2 separate regions of the Anser cygnoides genome follow, and region 1 is linked to region 2. The links are chromatin contacts, called in public Hi-C maps. All regions are on one chromosome and are shown on one strand. The core of a region is the stretch at or near the end of the contact, and the rest is flanking DNA. Distances in the headings are between cores, read along the strand shown.

What was found. Hi-C and Micro-C count contacts between places; a contact is called where the count stands out from the background.
Region 1: a Hi-C map of liver shows a contact between it and region 2, with 1.7 times the contacts expected there. The contact joins the promoter of TXNRD3 here to the enhancer-like site in region 2. A contact is called at or near these places in 2 of 7 Hi-C or Micro-C datasets (both in liver).

What each region holds. Positions count from the first base shown.
Region 1 is chr10:13,198,923-13,202,503 of Taihu_goose_T2T_genome, reverse strand. It overlaps TXNRD3 (thioredoxin reductase 3), which reads left to right and starts at 2,327. Exons shown (of 16, transcript XM_013195356.3): 1 at 2,327-2,659. The coding sequence starts at 2,534.
Region 2 is chr10:13,144,287-13,148,436 of Taihu_goose_T2T_genome, reverse strand. It overlaps LOC136791595 (a long non-coding RNA gene), which reads left to right. Exons shown (of 6, transcript XR_010833900.1): 2 at 1-265. Among named protein-coding and RNA genes, the nearest start is that of CHST13, 21 kb to the right of the region's middle. Within about 2 kb of position 2,491, at least 1 of the 3 cell types and tissues checked has open chromatin away from gene starts, as enhancers often do. A contact at or near this core is called in liver, where this site is marked.

The DNA of each region.
Region 1 (3,581 bases), core at 1,078-3,577, 54 kb before region 2:
TAGTTCCCTGGTTCTTTTCTACCAGCCATTTTTTCCTTCCTCCAAATCTCTTCTTTCAAACAGTTTTGTTTAGAAATGCTTCCAACGCCTGCTGTCTTCATCAATTTGTCGTTTGGAGACTTTTTTATGGCAGAGATTGTCTTACTGCATGTTTTCAAGGATGGTGTGTAGGTTTTACACTTTTAAATATGGGATCAGATGCCAAGATGCCAAGAGCCCTCTAGTGCTGTGGAAGAGCTGTGGAAATTATATTTCTATTCTATTCTATTCTATTCTATTCTATTCTATTCTATTCTATTCTATTCTATTCTATTCTATTCTATTCTATTCTATTCTATTCTATTCTATTCTATTCTATTCTATTCCGTTCCGTTCCGTTCCGTTCCGTTCCGTTCCACTCTACTCTACTCTACTCTACTCTACTCTACTCTAGACTCTCTCCTGTGTGTTTTACCTCAATGTCTTACCATGGCACACCACCCAGTTGTGTTCCAAGGTGACATTGTCCCTCTTACCCATTCCTGATCTAAGTCAACATTGATAACAATAACCAACAGCAGAAAGAGCACAGAAAGGAAAAACTCAAGTGACATTATTTGCTTTGGACATTCATTCCTCACAGAAACTGACACATATCCACCACTGTTGAGAGTCAACAACAACAACAAAAAAAGTATTTTGAATATTTTTATTTTTTTTTTCTGTTCTGTGACCTTTCTAAAGCTGGTGGATCCCAAGTTCAGGACAAAAACACACTAGCCTTCAGATGGTGACACAAAATCTTGAGCTTGTGATAATAATTACTAGAAGAATACAAAGCGTAGCGATCTTTCTCACCTACCAGAAAGAGTCTGAGGAGGGAGAACAATTAGCCAAAACAAGGAAAAAAAGAAGCTTTGGTTGGACTATGAACCAAGGACAGCGGATAGTTCTGGACCCTGCATGTTATGTCAAAATTCAGCAGCTGCAGTACTGTATCCACTTTCCTACATGCTGGTACTGAAATAAGAGGCTGCAAAACTTGGATTTATTTTTCTCTGTGGGGAGCGTGGAAACACTTAGTCTAGAACTCTTTCATTGTCAACATTAAAATACATGTAATATACAATTTTTCAAGCTCACTGGGCAGCGAACACCACTGATATATGTGATCAAAAAGGAATTAAGTTGACTCAGTTGCCTTCCACCAGGCCCATTTTCATCACTGGTGGCAGTACAACTTTTATATGTGATTATTTTTAGCATTACTAAATAGCAGTAAGGCTGCTCTGTGGCAGGCGTGGGAGGGAGCACTGGACTTTATTGCCGGCTTTGTTAGAAACTCCCCACTGAACTGAGTAAATCACTTTTGTCTCTGTGCTTTCATCTCCCCACCAGTTGAAAACGATTCCTGTCACTCAGAAGCTTGCAGGGTTTGTTCTAGTAACATCAGGGAAGTTCTCCGATGTTAAACCAGGGTAACCTCTTATGACTGTTCACGGAAAGCTATTGCTGCAATTGCTGAACAAGGGAATGCTCTGCAGGAAGATAAGCAGGTTCTTGAAACCTTGACACGCTGCCTAGCGTTCCCCAGCCAAAAATCCACCAGAGCAAGGGAATAACCTGACAGGGTGCCTCCTGCTCTATGCCCTGAGTCAGGCTCTTTGTGCCGCTCAGGTCAGCACCGCGTCCCCTCCATCCTACAGTCCTGAGAATTACTGCTTCTTGGGAAGAGAATAATCAACCTAATCAGTGATGCATGTAATGATAAGCAGGACACATGATAACGCTTCAGCATCCCTTTCCTTTAACCCAGCATTACTTGAGGGATTTTCTTCTGGCTACCTCAGCCGACCTGTCCTCAAGCCAGAATCCATTTTATTTATTAATAAACAAAATTATGTATTCCACTCGGGGACACGAGGCGATCCCCTCCACCTCAGGCCGCGACGACCCTGTGATGCCCAAGGCGCCCTGAAGCAGCCCTGAGGCGTCCCAAAATGCCGGCGGCCCCCCCCTTCCCGCCGAGGGAGGGCTCAGCGGGCACAGCCCCGCCCCTCACCGGGCACAGCCCCTCTGCGCATGCGCCCTCTCGTCACCCTCCTCTTGGGTCATTCCACAGCTCTCGGCAGGGGGGCAAGGCTTCAAAATGCACGTTTATCTCTCTCTACACCACCTCTACATAAACAGCAACGCTTCCTTCTCTAGATACAAAAAATTCTAGATTGCATCAGGACGGCTTGCGTCGCTGGACGCCCTCATTATCTTTTTACCCCCCCCCGTGGAGGCGGGTGGGTCGGCCCGGCCCGTCGCCTTCCCTGCTCCGGAAGGGGCAGGGCTGTGAGGGGAGGGGGCCGGAGCGGGTGTTGGGTGCGCGCGCGGGGCGGCTGCTGGCTAGGAGGGGCGCGCGCGGGCGGCTTCATTTCTGCGCCGCTGCCCTGCCCTGCCCGCGCCTCGCCTCAGCGCCTCACCGCCTTAACTCAGCGCCTCAGCACAGCCCAGCACAGCCCGGCACGGCTCAGTACGGCACGGTACGGCTCAGCACAGCCCGGCCATGCCGCCACCGCCGGGCCAGACCCAGCTCCCGGACTGGGACGGCTTAAAGCTGCGCGTGCGGACCCTCATCGCCTCCCACCGCGTGATGGTATTCAGCAAGAGCTACTGCCCCTACTGCAACCAGGTGAGGCGGCGGCCCCCGAGCCCCTCAGCCTCTCCTTCAGGCCCGGCGGCCCAGGCCCGGGTTTCTGAGGGCTGAGCGCGGTCGCTGTGGGGATGCTGCTTCGTGTCAGGGCTCCCTCCGGGCTTGCGCTGTGCTGTTGGGGTGCTGTGCCCACCTTAACGCCAGGTGGGAGCACGTTTTGTGGGGGTTGAGGTGAGGTGAGCTCTGAGCTGGGGTTCTGGATGTTTTTTCTTTTGCCACGTGAGCGAAGGGCAGCGGAGTGCGTGGGATGTGCGACACAGCCTGTGCCTTCCTCCGCTGTGGGACCAGCCGCTTCAAGGTCAGGGCGCTGGCAGGGCTGCTTTCCTGCCAAAAGTGTGAGCGCCTCGTTTGCGTTCAACTTGGCTGAACCTGCACCCTCAGATAACAGAAAGTTAAACTTTCTGGTTTTGAAATCTAAGGGAGGAGGTTGACTATAGGCAACTTCAATCAGAAGTTCAAAATTCTAGCCATGAAGCAAATTCTAGCCAAAAGAAGTTACTACTGATGAGTTGTGGTGATTCTAGGGAACAGAGATCTTCCCTAGCCCTGTTATGTGTGAATCACACAGGTTAGCTGTAACTGGTGAGCAAGAGTCATTAAAGAAATGCAGGATCTTCATTAGAATTCAGTGATACCAGCAGGCTGTAGTCATAGCCCTCACCGATCTGGGTGTTCCTAGGCAGTGTGGTTCCTGGATGGTTACAAACAGCGTGCTATGGAATGTTATTTAAACCTAATAACACCATGTTTTATGTGGCCATGGTGGAAAAAACAGAAGTGGTGCTGTGGGATTGAGTTCTGATATGCTTCAGTGGAGCTGACAACTCGGGAGGGTTCTCAGAAGCTGCACTCCTGTGCTTAGCTAGGCTTAGTTACAGCCCCTCTTGTGAGGGAGGAGGTG
Region 2 (4,150 bases), core at 1,242-3,741:
GCAGAGATGACAACCAAAGCTTCTGTAACATGCTATATTATGCTGTCAAAATCTAGAACAATACACAGAGGAAATTGCTTTATCAACAGAATTTGCTGGCGATCTGAAAAACAGGTATTTATACATAGCTTCTAAATGATGGATTTAAGGGTCATTTGCTGAAGCCTACTGAGGAGCCTGTGCCTGGTGAAAGTTTACAGAGCATCTTCTACATCCTGCTCCCCCAGAAATACTGAATGGAACCTGCTTGTAGGAACCCCAAGAGGTAAATGCCAATTAATGCATCTGAAGTTCTATCAGACACTATGGAAAAAAAAAAGTCAGTGTAAGTCGTTTTGTGGGTTTTGTCGGTGGTGGTGGTTCATTGGGCTGTTTTGCTGTTTCATCTAATGTAGTGTTAAAACCAGGAATGTCAAATTAATCTGTTTTTCTCCAATCTGAGTAAACTGAGCCTATTTCTATTTGCAGAATAGCTTGCCTGCCTTCTGAGGAAAAAAAAAAAATTATTGCTCTGAAAAAAAAAAAGTTTCAGGTGTCTTCTGCATACAGGTTTTGTGTTTTATTTTTTATTTCATATGTTAAAACTGAGTAAACTCTCCCACTGAGCAAGGCCACCACAGGAGTTCCTTTTGCTTTGTACAGCTCCAATGTCCTTTCTCCTCCATGCTGTTCACCACTGAGTGTCTGCTGGGATGAGCTGGTTCATAGACTTGGCTGGGTCAGGGTGAGTCTGTTCTCCCTTAGATGCCATTTTGTGAAAACCTGCTCCCAGAAATGTATTCACTAATTAATTACATTCTATATTTATTTTTGTGCTCTCTGCCAGACTGATTTCATAGTAGAAATACTGCAGCAAACTGTTTCGGAAAAGGATTGTTGTCAGCTTTTAATATCTTGCTTAGTATTTATTTTTGTACTTACTTTTCTAAGCAGAAAATAATATATGTAATATATATTACATATATATGTTGAGTAATATATGTCGCTGCCTTTCAGCTGTAATATTCAAAAATGTTTTCAAGAAACCAAAATAAAAAATACTATCATGCTTCAATGCAGGCACATTTACGTCTCTCAGGTCATTTGCCAAACTCAACCATCCTTTACATGCCATGTCCTTTGTACATATATCTGTACTGGAACTTGGGTTTCTAGAAGCCTGGTCGGTCTCTGTAAGTAGAGACTTGACTAATTATTTCATTTTTGTTTTCTTTCTCAATAAGAATTTAAACCCAGTTCCCTGCTGTCCTGTGTCCCTCCTAATCACAGCAAAGTAGTGTTGCCACTGTCATTGTAACGTTGCTGATAGCGGCAGCATTTTAAATGACAAAATCCCGAGCAATGCACAAAAGCAAAGCCCCTGCCCTCTGGAACGTTCTGTATTAACAGATAAATCTATGTTGGATATGTAATCAGCGAGATGGATTTTGCACAGCAGTCATTTCTGGCCTTTACAGAAAGGATCTGGCTTGTAGGCCTGGCTGAATAAAAGGCAAGGCGGGGTGGGGTTGCAGAGAGATGGGAGTAGACAAAATGGCAGGAATTGTGGGGCAGAGCATATGGACAAATGTAAGGAAAGATACCTTGTGTCTTTCATAGGGCAGAGACATAAAATCTGGATTTGCTGCTGAAGATGGGAGGAGGCGAGAAAAATGTGGCTGTGATTGTGGTTGAGCTGGTGTTTGGGCAGGGAGGGGAGGTGACTGCTTTTTGCAGGGTGGCTGCTCTGGGGTTGCTGGGGAAGTGGTCAAAAACAGTAACAGCCAAAGGACAGGCAAACATTTTAGCCACAAAATGTTGAAGGAAAATTAGGTACTTTTTAGAAATAGTGGTGGAGAAAATCAAAAGGAAGTGTATAATAGCAGCAGTGCAGCCATGCCAAAAGCACGAGTCAGAAATCTTGAGACTGCGCTGAGATTGTGAGCCAAGGTGACAGGATAAATGCTCTATTTTTCTTATGCAAGCTGCCAGAAATAGTAATTATGCTTAATTTATGGTTTTCATTTGAAGATATATTCCATAGTTCTCAAAGGGCACTCCTATATCCAAAAGCACATTCCAAATTCTCCTATCCCCTCCGGTGGAAATAGTTGTCCTCTTCTGTAGCTTATGAAAACATGTTTGGGCTCCTCTAATATCTGTCTTTGGTACACAAGTTTAGCAAATGCACATTACTACGTTGGTTGTTTTCCCGTGAGGTGAGCTGTGATTGCAACACAAAGGATGAATGCCTTACATTGATAAGACAGATTTTCTGCAAGTCATCGTGAGGTAACGGGAAGTGTCTGTATCAGCGATCCTCGCTCGAGTTTTTGTGGTATTCAGTTGGGTTTTTTACAGCCTTGGACTAAAGTTCACAGGGAAGATGAATTTAAATGACTTTAGCTTTGTTAGATCTGCCATGATTTGCCAGTCACTCTGCCAAAATTTTCCACTTACAGTTCTGCGTAGCCTAAATTTAATTGACTAAAGGTGAGACGCATTATTACTGCTCTGTCATTGCAGCCACTCTTCATATGTTTCACTAGCTCGAATGAGCAGTTGCTAGGGTTGTTTCTGACCCAGTTTCTGATGATGTAAACCAGCAATGAATTCACATAAAAGAAAACAGATGTAGCTGGTGAGAAAGCAGAACTGGGCTCAGTGCTGCTCCAGTAGCTCTTGTTTACAAGTGAGTGGGGGAGTGAAGCCTATTGTTGAAAAATAAATAAATTTCAAATATGCAGGAGCAGAGGTACATCACGTAAACTGTTCAGCTGATATAGCAGCATAATTCATATTTTGATTTCACTGGCTCTATTAAGATAAAACTGGAAGAAAGATAAATCTGGCTTTTACAGCTTAGTTTCATTATAATACCTAATCATTTCACCAGAAGCAAAGGTCTAAAGATCAAAATGGACAGAGATGTATTTAACATAGCAAGCTGCAAAAAATGGTAATATTAGTTTGGTGTATTTGAAAGATTATAATTCCAGTAGTCTCATTTTAGTAAATTCATGTAAATTACTTTATGATGTCTGGATTTATCTGTGCATTGATTTATCAAGTATGTCTCGTTTACGAAATTCCCCATACTGATAACAAACAATTATTACTTCAGGTAATTGATTTAAAACATGGTGTAGAGCAATGTCAGCTGATATGGTGCCAAGAGTTACAGTACACATTAATACAGACCAGAAGTTTACGTGCCTTATTCTTGCTGCACCAGATCAATATCTGGAGTAAGACAATGGCATCCACCAGGATTGTAACAGGAACTCATCTGGAATACAAGCACGCAGCACACTGCAGGCAGGACTGGGTTTTTTATTCATATGGTTTATCTCAACAGCTGACTTTGAGAGAACGGAAGGCACTATGATCTTAGCAGGAGTGTGCAGGGAGAAGTTGAGACTGTGATCCTGCCTCTGTTAGAATTGGTTGCAATGTGAAAGATTGGGTCTCTCTAATCTGGGACAAACTCAAAACTTCCTGGGAGCCTTCCTGTGAAATGCTAGTATGAGCTTGAAATGGGGAGTCTTGTAAGCATAGCCATTGGCAGTCTTTCTAGGCAGTATGATGGGAGGAAGTAAGAGGGACCAAGACGTCTTAAAATAAAGCCCTGATCAGCTCAGAAATGTTCGCCTTCCTGTCAACATCAGCAGTCAAACGACTTTGGAGCCCTTAAAACAATTGCTTGGCCTGGAGACAGGAGCTGTGAATGTTGTTGTTAACCTAGCTAAGGAAAAATGAAGTGAAGTCACTGGAGAAAGGTGAGAACAAACATGGTACTTGTTAGCAGACAAGGGAATAATTGTCCTCTGCCCTCACCAAGGTAGTGATTTACTGCTGAGGAAGAGAGACAGTCATGGTATGACAGGCATGTTGCTTTTCCAAATCAGATATTCAATATATATACATATATTATTAAATGAATCACTAGAAGTAAAGTATCAAATTAAGGTTTGGAGTTTTCTTCCTTAATTACTTAATTCCTTCCTTAGTTGCTTCAATAGCTTTTACCTGACTGAGATCAGTGAAAAGCTTAGTTGCTTTTATGGGATTGTTTCAACAAGGATCATGAAAAGTCTCTAATTTTCTCTCAGAATTTGGGCTTCTTTGCATAGTGCATGCCTCATATCTTCCTACTGGGTTGTTTCTTCTA